Regions from separate parts of the Muntiacus reevesi genome. Here all the other regions are linked to region 2. A link is a contact called in public Hi-C data. All regions are on one chromosome and are shown on one strand. Each heading gives the region's core, a stretch centred on a gene start, on an enhancer-like site or on the middle of the called end of the contact. The rest is flanking DNA. Distances are from core to core; before and after follow the strand shown. Region 1 holds the start of VIRMA (vir like m6A methyltransferase associated). Region 2 holds the start of INTS8 (integrator complex subunit 8). Region 3 holds the start of NDUFAF6 (NADH:ubiquinone oxidoreductase complex assembly factor 6).

The links. Hi-C and Micro-C count contacts between places; a contact is called where the count stands out from the background.
Region 1: a contact with region 2 is called in a Hi-C map of muscle, with 3 times the contacts expected there. The contact joins the promoter of VIRMA here to the promoter of INTS8 in region 2. A contact is called at or near these places in 2 of 3 Hi-C or Micro-C datasets (blood and muscle).
Region 3: a Hi-C map of blood shows a contact between it and region 2, with 5 times the contacts expected there. The contact joins the promoter of NDUFAF6 here to the promoter of INTS8 in region 2. A contact is called at or near these places in 2 of 3 Hi-C or Micro-C datasets (blood and muscle).

Annotation. Positions count from the first base shown.
Region 1 is chr12:11,462,852-11,466,092 of mMunRee1.1, reverse strand. It overlaps VIRMA (vir like m6A methyltransferase associated), which reads left to right and starts at 1,718. Exons shown (of 24, transcript XM_065902509.1): 1 at 1,718-1,915. The coding sequence starts at 1,853.
Region 2 is chr12:11,693,060-11,696,603 of mMunRee1.1, reverse strand. It overlaps INTS8 (integrator complex subunit 8), which reads right to left and starts at 1,584. Exons shown (of 26, transcript XM_065902473.1): 1 at 1,308-1,584. The coding sequence starts at 1,437.
Region 3 is chr12:11,888,821-11,892,158 of mMunRee1.1, reverse strand. It overlaps NDUFAF6 (NADH:ubiquinone oxidoreductase complex assembly factor 6), which reads right to left and starts at 1,640. Exons shown (of 9, transcript XM_065902777.1): 1 at 1,406-1,640. The coding sequence starts at 1,602.

The DNA of each region.
Region 1 (3,241 bases), core at 469-2,968, 230 kb after region 2:
CCATAGCTTTGACTAGACAGATCTTTGTTGGCAAAGTAATTCATATATTAATTACAGTTAAGGCAGAGCTCAGGGAGGAGTTGGTGGACATATAAAGTAATAAGAATAGAAGTAATTTAAACATCACCATAGAAATTAGAGAAAGAAGAGCAAGTAAGTCTAGAGAGCAGAAAGAAGGAATCAGAAAATTCAAAAGCAGAAACCAAAGAATCAGAAAACAGAAAAATGATAGAAGTAATAAATATAAATGCAACAGTTGGCTCTCTGAAAAAAACAAATAATAAAATAGATAAACTGTTAGCTAACGGAGGAAACTGGATGGCTGAGGAAGGAAGTGGATAGGAGACTTACTTTAAAAAAATAATTTGTTAAATATTTCAGACACACCAAAGAACACCAGCCTTATCAAAGCATATGAAGCTCATGAATTACATCTCTCTATGGTTCACCGCTATCTTGAAATTTTAGTGTTTATCACTCCAGTGCTTTTCTTTTTAATTTTGTAACATATATATGCTCCTAAAAATTTATTTTATATGTTTAAAACTATTTAAATGCTGTACACTTTTCAACATGTGAATGGGTATTTGCTTAACCATTTTTTAGATTATCCATGTTAGTACATATAGAACTGCATTTAGCATTAAATACAGCATTCTTTCTACCTGCTTTATATTTTGCATTGCATAAACATACCAGAGTTTACTGATTTTTTTGAGATCTTTTTTCTTTTTGATTATTTCATATTAATGACAATTAAGTTTACAGTTTTTTAAAACTATAAAGTGTTGCCATGAATACTCTTGTATCTGTAGGTATTTCTCTGGGCACATGTGCAAGAAGTTTCGTAAAAGTGGGGTGTGTGGGTATGCATGCTCAGTCGCTTCAGACTCTTTGCCACAGATGAACTGCAGCCCACCAAGTTCCTCTGTCCATAGAATTTTCCAGGCAAGAATACTGGAGTGGGTTGCCATTTTCTGCTCCAGAGGATCTTCCTGATCCAGGGGTCTAACCGGAGTCTCCGGCGTTTCCTCCATTGACAGGTGGCTTCTAGACCACAGAGCCACCTGGGAAGCTAGAAGTGGGGTGGGCACGAGTGATTTTACTAGAGAATTCCTAATTGCTCTCTCCTGCACTTGCGCCACGATACACCAAACAGTTCCAGTTGCCGCAGTGTTTATCAACAGGGAGCCAAGGAGGCTTCCTTTTCACTCTACATGGTAACTGCTCATGGCATTTTACGTTTTACAATTTTTTGAAAATTAAAAAAAAATTCACAGTAAGCCTGTGGATTAGGTATTATGATTGACAAGGGACATTTTTCCAGATGAGAAAACAAAAACAAAAACAAAATAACCTCTTCGTTTTGAGAGTTTCATCTTTAAAAAGAAAAGTGTCTTACTTTTCACGAGCGCTGACTGCACCTTGTTCCTGCCAGCCCTGGAAAAGTTACTTGCTGGCGGGTTCACCGGGACCGGGTATCCTGACTTGGCAGGACTCCCTGACCCTCCTCCGCCTCTGCTAAGCCCGCTCGGCACTCGGCCACCCGGAGGTCGTCGTGGCTCTAAAACGCGGTAGGACGACGCGGTTTGGACCACTGGAGACTCCGTAGTCCTTTCCCCGCCCACCCATCCCCCCTACATCTCTCGGCGCTGGGAGAGCGCTGTCCGCCGCCCTGGAGAACGCTGGGCAGGCGACTTCCGGCAGCGCGACGCGTAGCGATAGGTCCAGACTTCCGGCTCCAGCGCTCTGGTCACGGGAAGTACCGTCGTCTCTCCCTCTCCTCAGCCGCTGTCGCCGAGCTTGGAGGGCTGCCCCGGAAGTCCTCCCCCTTCCCCCGCCCGCGGCAAACATGGCGGTGGACTCGGCGATGGAGCTGCTATTTTTAGACACTTTCAAGCACCCGAGCGCCGAGGTACGTCTTCGCGACGTGATTCCGACCCTGTTTTTCGACGTGGGGACCCTAAAAAAAAAAAAAAGTCGTTAGGCGTGCCTCGACTTTTCCTTGTGCCGATTGCCGCTTTAATTCATCACACACTGTCCTCTCATCCTGGGTGTGGGCGCCGCGTCTGGGGAGGGTGGCGGGAGCTCCCCCACCCCCTCCTCATTTCCCTGAATTACTTGAGGCCCCGCGTCGTCTTTGGTTGAGTTGGCTGCTCTACTTGGCTTTGCTTCCCCCCACTCTCCCACTAGTTCCCTCGGGTCCTCTTTGGGCCTTGAAAAGGATCCTGAGTATCACGTTTACTGCAAGTGGTGTTTCGAAAGGGGTCTTGGACAGCTTGTGCTTGACAGCAGTGTCGGTGACTCAGCGGGTCACGTTGGTTTTCTGGTTTCTAAATTCCTGCTCCTAGGTCCCTTTTCTAACGGGAGTCGTGCCACCCAAGCGTGACATTCATTCGGTTGAAGACTGCAGCGTTCTCCAGTTTGCTCTGAAACTTTAATAAGTACTTATCTCTTAGAAAGATTTCACACGTAAGGACAAGAAGTACACCGAACGTCCTTTGCATGGAGAATACTTGTGAAGAGGAGAGATTTGTAGTCAGACTGTAGAGAACAATTGTGTTGTCTTGAGGGGTGAGAGTGGGCTGTTGTAATTGTTGTGTATTAACTTGAGTGCCCTTGAATGTATGACTCGCTCTGCCATATATAAATTAAATAACTAGTTAACCAGAGGTTCCCGAAAACCGGCCAACAACGAACAGTAATGAAGTCCGTAGAGAAACTTAAAAGAAACCCCAGAGCTCACATTTCTCTTTAAGTGTAGACGTAATTTAGACAACTTTTTTTTTTTTTTAATTGAGGTATACTTGATTTACATTATTAGTTTCAAGAGTACAACATAGTGCTTTACACTTTTTATAGATTATATTGCATTTAGAGATATTATAAAGTATTGGCTGTATTCCCAGTGCTGTACAATATATCCTTGTGTGCACTTCGCTGTGTCTGACTCTGCGACCCCATGGACTATGTAGACCGCCAGGCTCCTCTGTCCGTGGGATTTTACTGGCAAGAATACTGGAGTGGGTTGCCATTTCCTCCTCCGGGGATCTTTCCGGCTCAGGGATCAAACCTGCACCGGCTGCAGTCGGATTCTTTACCTCTGCGGCCACCTGGGAAGCCCTTAAGCTTATTTATTCTATACATAGAGTCATTTTTGGAGTTCCCAAGTGGCCTAGTGATAAAGAACCCGCCTGCCAATGCAGGAGACATAAGAGTCGAGTGTTCGATTCCTGGGTCG
Region 2 (3,544 bases), core at 335-2,834:
CGACACGACTGAGCGACTAGGCACATGCACAATGGAAAACAATCTGAAAAGAACAGGTAAATACATATAACTGAACCACTTTACTGTACACCCAAATCATCATAAATCAACTAGTCTTCAACTTTCTTGAAAGTTAAGGGGTAAAAAAGGGGATCCAAACAGTTGTGTAGTTACAATGACTAAGGATTATGATTCACAAGAAGTGCGCCTGGCTATTAAAACTAAAGATCAGGAAGGATGTAAGAAGGAAAGATAACAGATTCTTGCAGACGAAAGCACTTTAGAGGACAGAACATAATAGTTACAAATTCCAGTTCAGCAAACAACAATTGTCAATTAGGGGAAAGAAATGCCATGTTTAAAATTTTTGCTTTAACGCTTAATTAGTGGGACCTACCTCAAGTTACCTCTCTGCACCTGTTTCTGTCTATGCAAAATAGAGGATCACCTACCTATCATGAAGACGGAATTATACAAGAATGCAGATATGAAGCATGAAGCACCCAGAAACACTCAGCCAACGTTCATCAAAAGCAATGAATTAAAAGCACATTAATACAATACAGTGGTAAAACCGCCCACGTGAAGTACACCAACTTCTCGCCCAGGAATCTCCACCAGTTATGGCCAGCAGATTAGACTGAACAAGCCACATCTGGATTCGAACTCTGTCAGCAAAATTTCATCCAAGGAATTCACCTTTTCAGGCCAATACCTCTTTCCAGAAATATCCGTTATTTCCCACCTTCCCTAAACGGCACTCCTGAACTGCGGTATCAATCATGAACATCATTATAGAATAACCATCTTGAAACTGTGATAGCATTTTCTGCCTTCAGAAGTTTTCGCTTTGATTTACAGCCCAACTTTGGAATAATTGAGTCAGCAGAATCCCCTCGTTGAGAAATAAAACAGTTAAAATAAGGACCTAAGATAGTTATTAAGCGTCAGGACCAGCCTCTGAACAGCTGATGCGCAGACCGCATTCCCTGCCCAAACTGTCCGGGTTTCAGCCCCATGGGAGGGTTGAGGCCCCAAGCCGAGCACGGTCACAAGGCCACCAGAGAGGCGACAAGACGGCAAACACGAAAAGGGGGAGGGCGCGGGAGGGTCTCTGTTTCCCGCTATTCTTATTGCCTCCCGCAGCTGCGCCCCGCGCGGGCCTGTGTGATGCCCAGTCAGAGACCGGGCGGCGCCAGAGCTCGGCCCCGAGGCCCGCCTCCCCGGACCGCGGAGTCGCGGCCGAGGAAGGCGCGGGGCGGTGGGAGCCCCGAGGGCAGTCCCCGGGCCACGGGCGCCGCGCTTACCCGGGCAGGGCTTGCGCAGGTGTTTCTCCAACAGCGACTCCTGCAGCAGGAACTCAAACCAGGAGGTCTGCGGCGGGGTGCAGGGGCGGCTGGAGGTGGCCGCCTCCCGGTCCGCCGCCTCCGCGCTCATCCTGCCCCCGCCGCCGCTACCCCCAGGGACGCTTCCTGGCTCCAACCTGACGCTCGGACGCGGGACCCTGGGGGCCCCTGACGTGCGGAACTGCCCGGAAGCGAGAAGGCACGCGGAACGTCCCGGAAACCAACACAACCCAAAATGGCGGCCTGACCCCCTACCGGGGCTGGGCGTTCTGGATCCGCCCCCACCCCACCCCCGCCGCGCTTTCAGACCAATCGTTATTCGAGTTGGACGAGGAGGGCGTGGCCTATGTCCAGGCCACGCCTCCTCCCAGTTACCCTGGGAGACGGCTTTAGGGTGAACTGCGTCGCTGTATTGGCTTTCCCTGTTTCCTGGGCGTTTCTTGGCCAGCCGACAGAACAGCCTCTTCGGCAGGCCTCAGAGTCTTCGGAAACGTTAGTGAACGCTACAGGTTCAGACTGTGATCTAGGCAAATCTGTTTTTGTTTATTTCAATTTTCCGGCTTCCATTTCTGAGATTTCAGTTCGGTTCAGTCGCTCAGTCGTGTCCAACTCTTTGCAACCCCATGGACTGCAGCATGGACTGCAGGCCTCCCTGTCCATCACCAACTCCTGGAGTTTACTCAAACTCATCTGCATGGAGTCAGTGAGGCCATCCAACCATCTCATTCTCAGTCATCCCCTTCTCCTGCCTTCAATCTTTCCCAGCATCAGGGTCTTTTCAAATGAGTCAGTTCTTCCCATCAGGTGCCAAAATATTGGAGTTGCAGCTTCAACATCAGTGCTTCCAAAGAATACTCAGGACTGATTTCCTTTAGGATGGACTGGTTAGATCTCCTTGCAGTCCAAGGGACTCTCAAGAGTCTTCTCCAACACCACAGTTAAAGAGCATCAAATCTTCGGTGCTCAATTTTCTTTATACTCCAACTCTCACATCAATGCATGACTACTGAAAAAGCCATAGCCTTGACTAGATGGACCTTTGTTGGCAAAGTAATGTCTCTGCTTTTTAATATGCTGTCTAGATTGGTCATAACTTTTCTTCCAAGGAACAAGCATCCTTTAATTTCATGGCTGCAGTCACCATGCAGTGATTTTGTTTTTGTTTCTTTCCATTTATTTTTATTAGTTGGAGGCTAATTACTTTACAATATTGTAGTGGTTTTTGCATGCAGTGATTTTGGAGCCCCCCCAAATTAAAGTCAGTCACCATTTCCACTGTTTCCCCATCTATTTGCCATGAAGTGATGGGACCAGATGCCATGATCTTTGTTTTCCGAATGTTGAGCTTTAAACCAACTTTTTCACTCTCCTCTTTCGCTTTCATCAAGAGGCTCTTTAGTTCTTCACTTTCTGCCATAAGGGTGGTGTCGTCTGCATATCTGAGGTTATTGGTATTTCTCCTGGCAATCTTGATTCCAGCTTGTGCTTCATCCAGCCCAGCATTTCTCATGATGTGCTCTGCATATAAGTTAAAATAAGCAAGGTGACAATATACAGCCTTGATGTACTCTTTTCCTATTTGGAACCAGTTTGTTGTTCCATGTCCAGTTGTAACTTTTGCTAGCTGACCTGCATACAGATTTCTCAGGAGGCAGGTCAGGTGGACTGATATTCCCATCTCTTTCAGAATTTTCCACAGTTTATTGTGACCCACACAGTCAAAGGCTTTGACATAGTCAATACAGCAGAAATAGATGTTTTTCTGGAACTCTCTTGCTTTTTCGATAATCCAGAGGATGTTGGCAATCACACATCTAGTTAGTATTAAAATAGGGACTTGAGTTTCCATTTTATCTGATCCCAGAGGCCAAACTTAGCGTTCTGCTTCATAAAGAAGACACCTGGCATGCTGTGGTTCATGGGGGTCGCAAAGAGTCAGACACGACTGAGCGACTGAATTGAACTTCAGGAATTATCTGGCAGCTCAGTGGTTAAGGCTCAGCACTTTCATCGCTGTGTGCCATGAACCCAGGGTTCAACCCCTGGTCAAATAACTAAGATTCCACAAGCCGCACAGCATGGCCAAGAAGAAGATACCTTGCTGTTGGGTTTTTTTGTTTTTTTAATAGTTATAAACCTACAGGATGGTTGCAAGAACAGCGTACAGACCTCTCACACTCCTTTGGCCCAGATGCCTC
Region 3 (3,338 bases), core at 391-2,890, 200 kb before region 2:
GAATCTTAAAGTAATTAACTTTCCCAAGTGACACAACTAGCATTAATAAACTCAGATAAGGTCTGCCTGCTTTTCAATAAATCACTAGTCAACAGCCTCCATTCCACTTAATTATCAACAGGGACAGATTAAGCGTCTCCCCATTTGTAAATATGTATTTGAGAAAAGCTGTTCTGTGATAGCCGCAGACTATTACTAAAACAATATATAAGAAATCTGTAAGAGTGATTCAACCCTGGATAGGAAAGTTAGAGGACACTACTGGTGTCAAAGAAAAACTGCATTGAACAAGTGAATATGGATGGTAACCATACATTTTGATAACCTAAACTGTATATTATCAAAAAGCGGTCATTTGAAACTATATAAAAATGAATATAACTTTTTTGGCTTTTACAATTTTTAATGCCCTGATTTCCACTAATGCTACCTTGCTTCTCCAAAAGTAATCAACAAGTAAACAAGGCGGGATAGGTACACTATTTTTAAAAGCAATTAAAAACAAAACACTGAAATGCATGGGAATTCATTCTGTCATTATACTACATTTTGCTACAATAGAATTTTTAAAAATTGGACTTACTAGCCCAATCAAATCCAGAGTGGTTAACTACTCTAGCACTTCTCAGAAGCCCTTGAGGTCAGATATTTTGAGATTTTCTGCCACTCTGTTAATCAAAGGCAGCAAAGTCGGGGAGCGGGGGCGGTGTATTTTAAACCATTCATCCCTGAAGTCAGACCTGGAATACAAGACAGGGCCCTGCCGAGATGTATCAGGTAACCCGATTCGTCCAATTCACTTCTCTGTGCTAGGCCTTTCACGTGTTACCTGAAGAAAATCGTCATTAAGCTTCTGACTTTATGAGGCTTAGATTCCACTGAACTCGGGTAAATTCCCTGAATTCTCTCTAAATCTTTGTTTCCATATCTGCTAGATAATACAGTTTATAGTGTACTCACTGTGCCCCTACTTTGTACCAGACACTGTTCTAAATGCTTTAATTCATAAAACTTGGAGTGTACAACTGTCCGTCATACTTGTGGCAAAGACTGATTACTTGTAAACTAATAATTTGCATAATGCCTGACTGACACACAGGAAGAACTCAAAGTTAGCCACTGCTTACTTAAAATTAATTACTAGTCATCTTTCACATTTTAAAAAAACTATTCATGCAAAAACTTTAAAGATAAGGCTCAAGCAATATGACAAACGAAGGAATTTTGCCACAATTTTGGGACCGATGTGAAAGCTCCTGTGGCTTCACTCCCACCCCACACCCGGGGCTGACCCCAGGGCACATGCGTTGTAACGCCAAGGGTCAGGTCGGCCCCGAGGCCCGCCGCGCCCACGAGCGTCCCTTCCGGCCTTGCTCCCTGACCTCGGGACAGGCCGGGCTCTCACCGCAGCAGCTCCAAGCAGTAGCGGTCAGTACCCGAGGCGCCAAGTCCACTAGCCGCGGCCACGCTCCGCCCGGACGCCACGGGCTCCGAAAGCCGCCATGCGCGCGCCCACAGGCCCCGGAGTGGTCGGCGGCAACACAGGCCGGGGACGCCTAGCCGCAGAGGTCCCCACGCCGAGCCCAACGTGGAGGCCGCCATGACACAGACGCCGCGTGCCCTTCGACCCCGCGCTCTCGGCGCGCGGCTACGCTCGGCCACGCCCCCGGCAGGTCTAGCCGCGCAGTGCGCGGCGGCAGGAAGGCGACCTCCGGCCGCCGCTCGGAGAGGAGCCAGGTGTCGCTGTGGTCCGCCGCCGCGCTCTTCAGGAAAAGCCCCGCCTGAGTTCCAGGGATTCCGCCCAGGTTTTCCCCTTCCCTTCCAGGCCCTCCTGGAGGTGTGTTTATCGAGATAGGAGAATGGAGAATAATTTGACAGTTTACTAGCTTGATTTATAACTTTTAAACAATTATTCACATGGCATGTGAGCCTCCTTAGGCCCTCTTAATCTCAGGCCGGTCAAATATTACGGTTGGGTCTAGTTGCCAGGACCCGAGACCTGGTCCAAGCTGCTTACATCTGGATCCAAATAACACTTCCTGCCTCCAGGTTTGACCGGACGTTTCCTGCTGCCGCCACACATTTCAGTTCAGTTCAGTCGCTCAGTCGTGTTCGACTCTTTGCGACCCGGTGGACTGCAGCGCGCCAGGCCTCCCTGCCCATCACCATCTCCCCAGAGCTTGTTCAGACTCATGTCCATCGAGTCGGTGATGCCATCCAACCATCTCATCCTCTGTCGTCCCCTTCTCCTCCTGCCCTAATTCTTTCCCAGCATCAGGGTCTTTTCTAATGAGTCCTCTCTTCACATCAGGTGGCCAAAGTATTGCAGCTTCAGCATCATTCCTTCCAGTGAATATTCAGGACCGATCTCTTGTTGGATGGACTGGTTGGATCTCCTTGCAGTCCAAGGGACTCTCAGGAGTCTTCTCCAACACCACAGTTCAAAAGCATCAATTCTTTAGCGCTCAGCTTTCTTTATGATCACGTCCACACATGACTACTATGTAAAACCATAGCTTTGACTAGAGGGACCTTTGTCCGCAAAGTAATGTCTCTGCTTTTTAATGTGCTATCTAGGTATGTCATAGCTTTTCATCCAAGGAGCCACACTAGATCTTTCTAAAATGTACCTCTGATCATGATCCTTCTCTAACTGACAAACTTTACTGCCTGTTGGCTAAAGCTCCTCCTTTCAGCTTTACCTTAAAGCTTTACCTTACAGCCTCAACCCAAGCGTTTGTGACTCTAGCTTAATGTTTCTCCTTAAACCCAAGGGAGAGTTCTGGTTTTCTGGACCTAAGAACTCCAGCCAATTCACCCTGCCTTGGTTTTACTCCCTGACACAGCCTCTCTTCAGCCTATACAGGATCTCAGTCCCTCCTGCATAACGTTCTCTTTTCTCTTTGGGCTTCTGTCCTTTAGCACTAAGTTTAAACCTGCTCAAAAAAAAAAAAAAAAAAAAATCCCTTATCTCCACTTGCAATTCTGGTCTCCTGCCTACCTGGACTTTTCCATCTCAACTCTTAGTCTTTTCGTCTGGACAATGTGCCCGTTCTCACAATCAGGGGAGAAATACTTTGGAATCATCTTTACCTATTCTTTCTTGTATATCTAATGTAATCTAACTGGTCAGGTCCTATCAATTCTTCTTTCGTCATATATTCACATCCATGACAGCAAAAGTACCTGGAATCAGATCCTGGCTCTACTTCCTATTATCTCTGTGACCTTGAGTGACCTTTTCTTGTGCTTCGAATTCCTCCACTGTGAAATGGTAAGAGTAATAGAAGCCAAAGTTTTTGTGAGAATTAAATGAGTTAATATGTTTAAGGCATCCA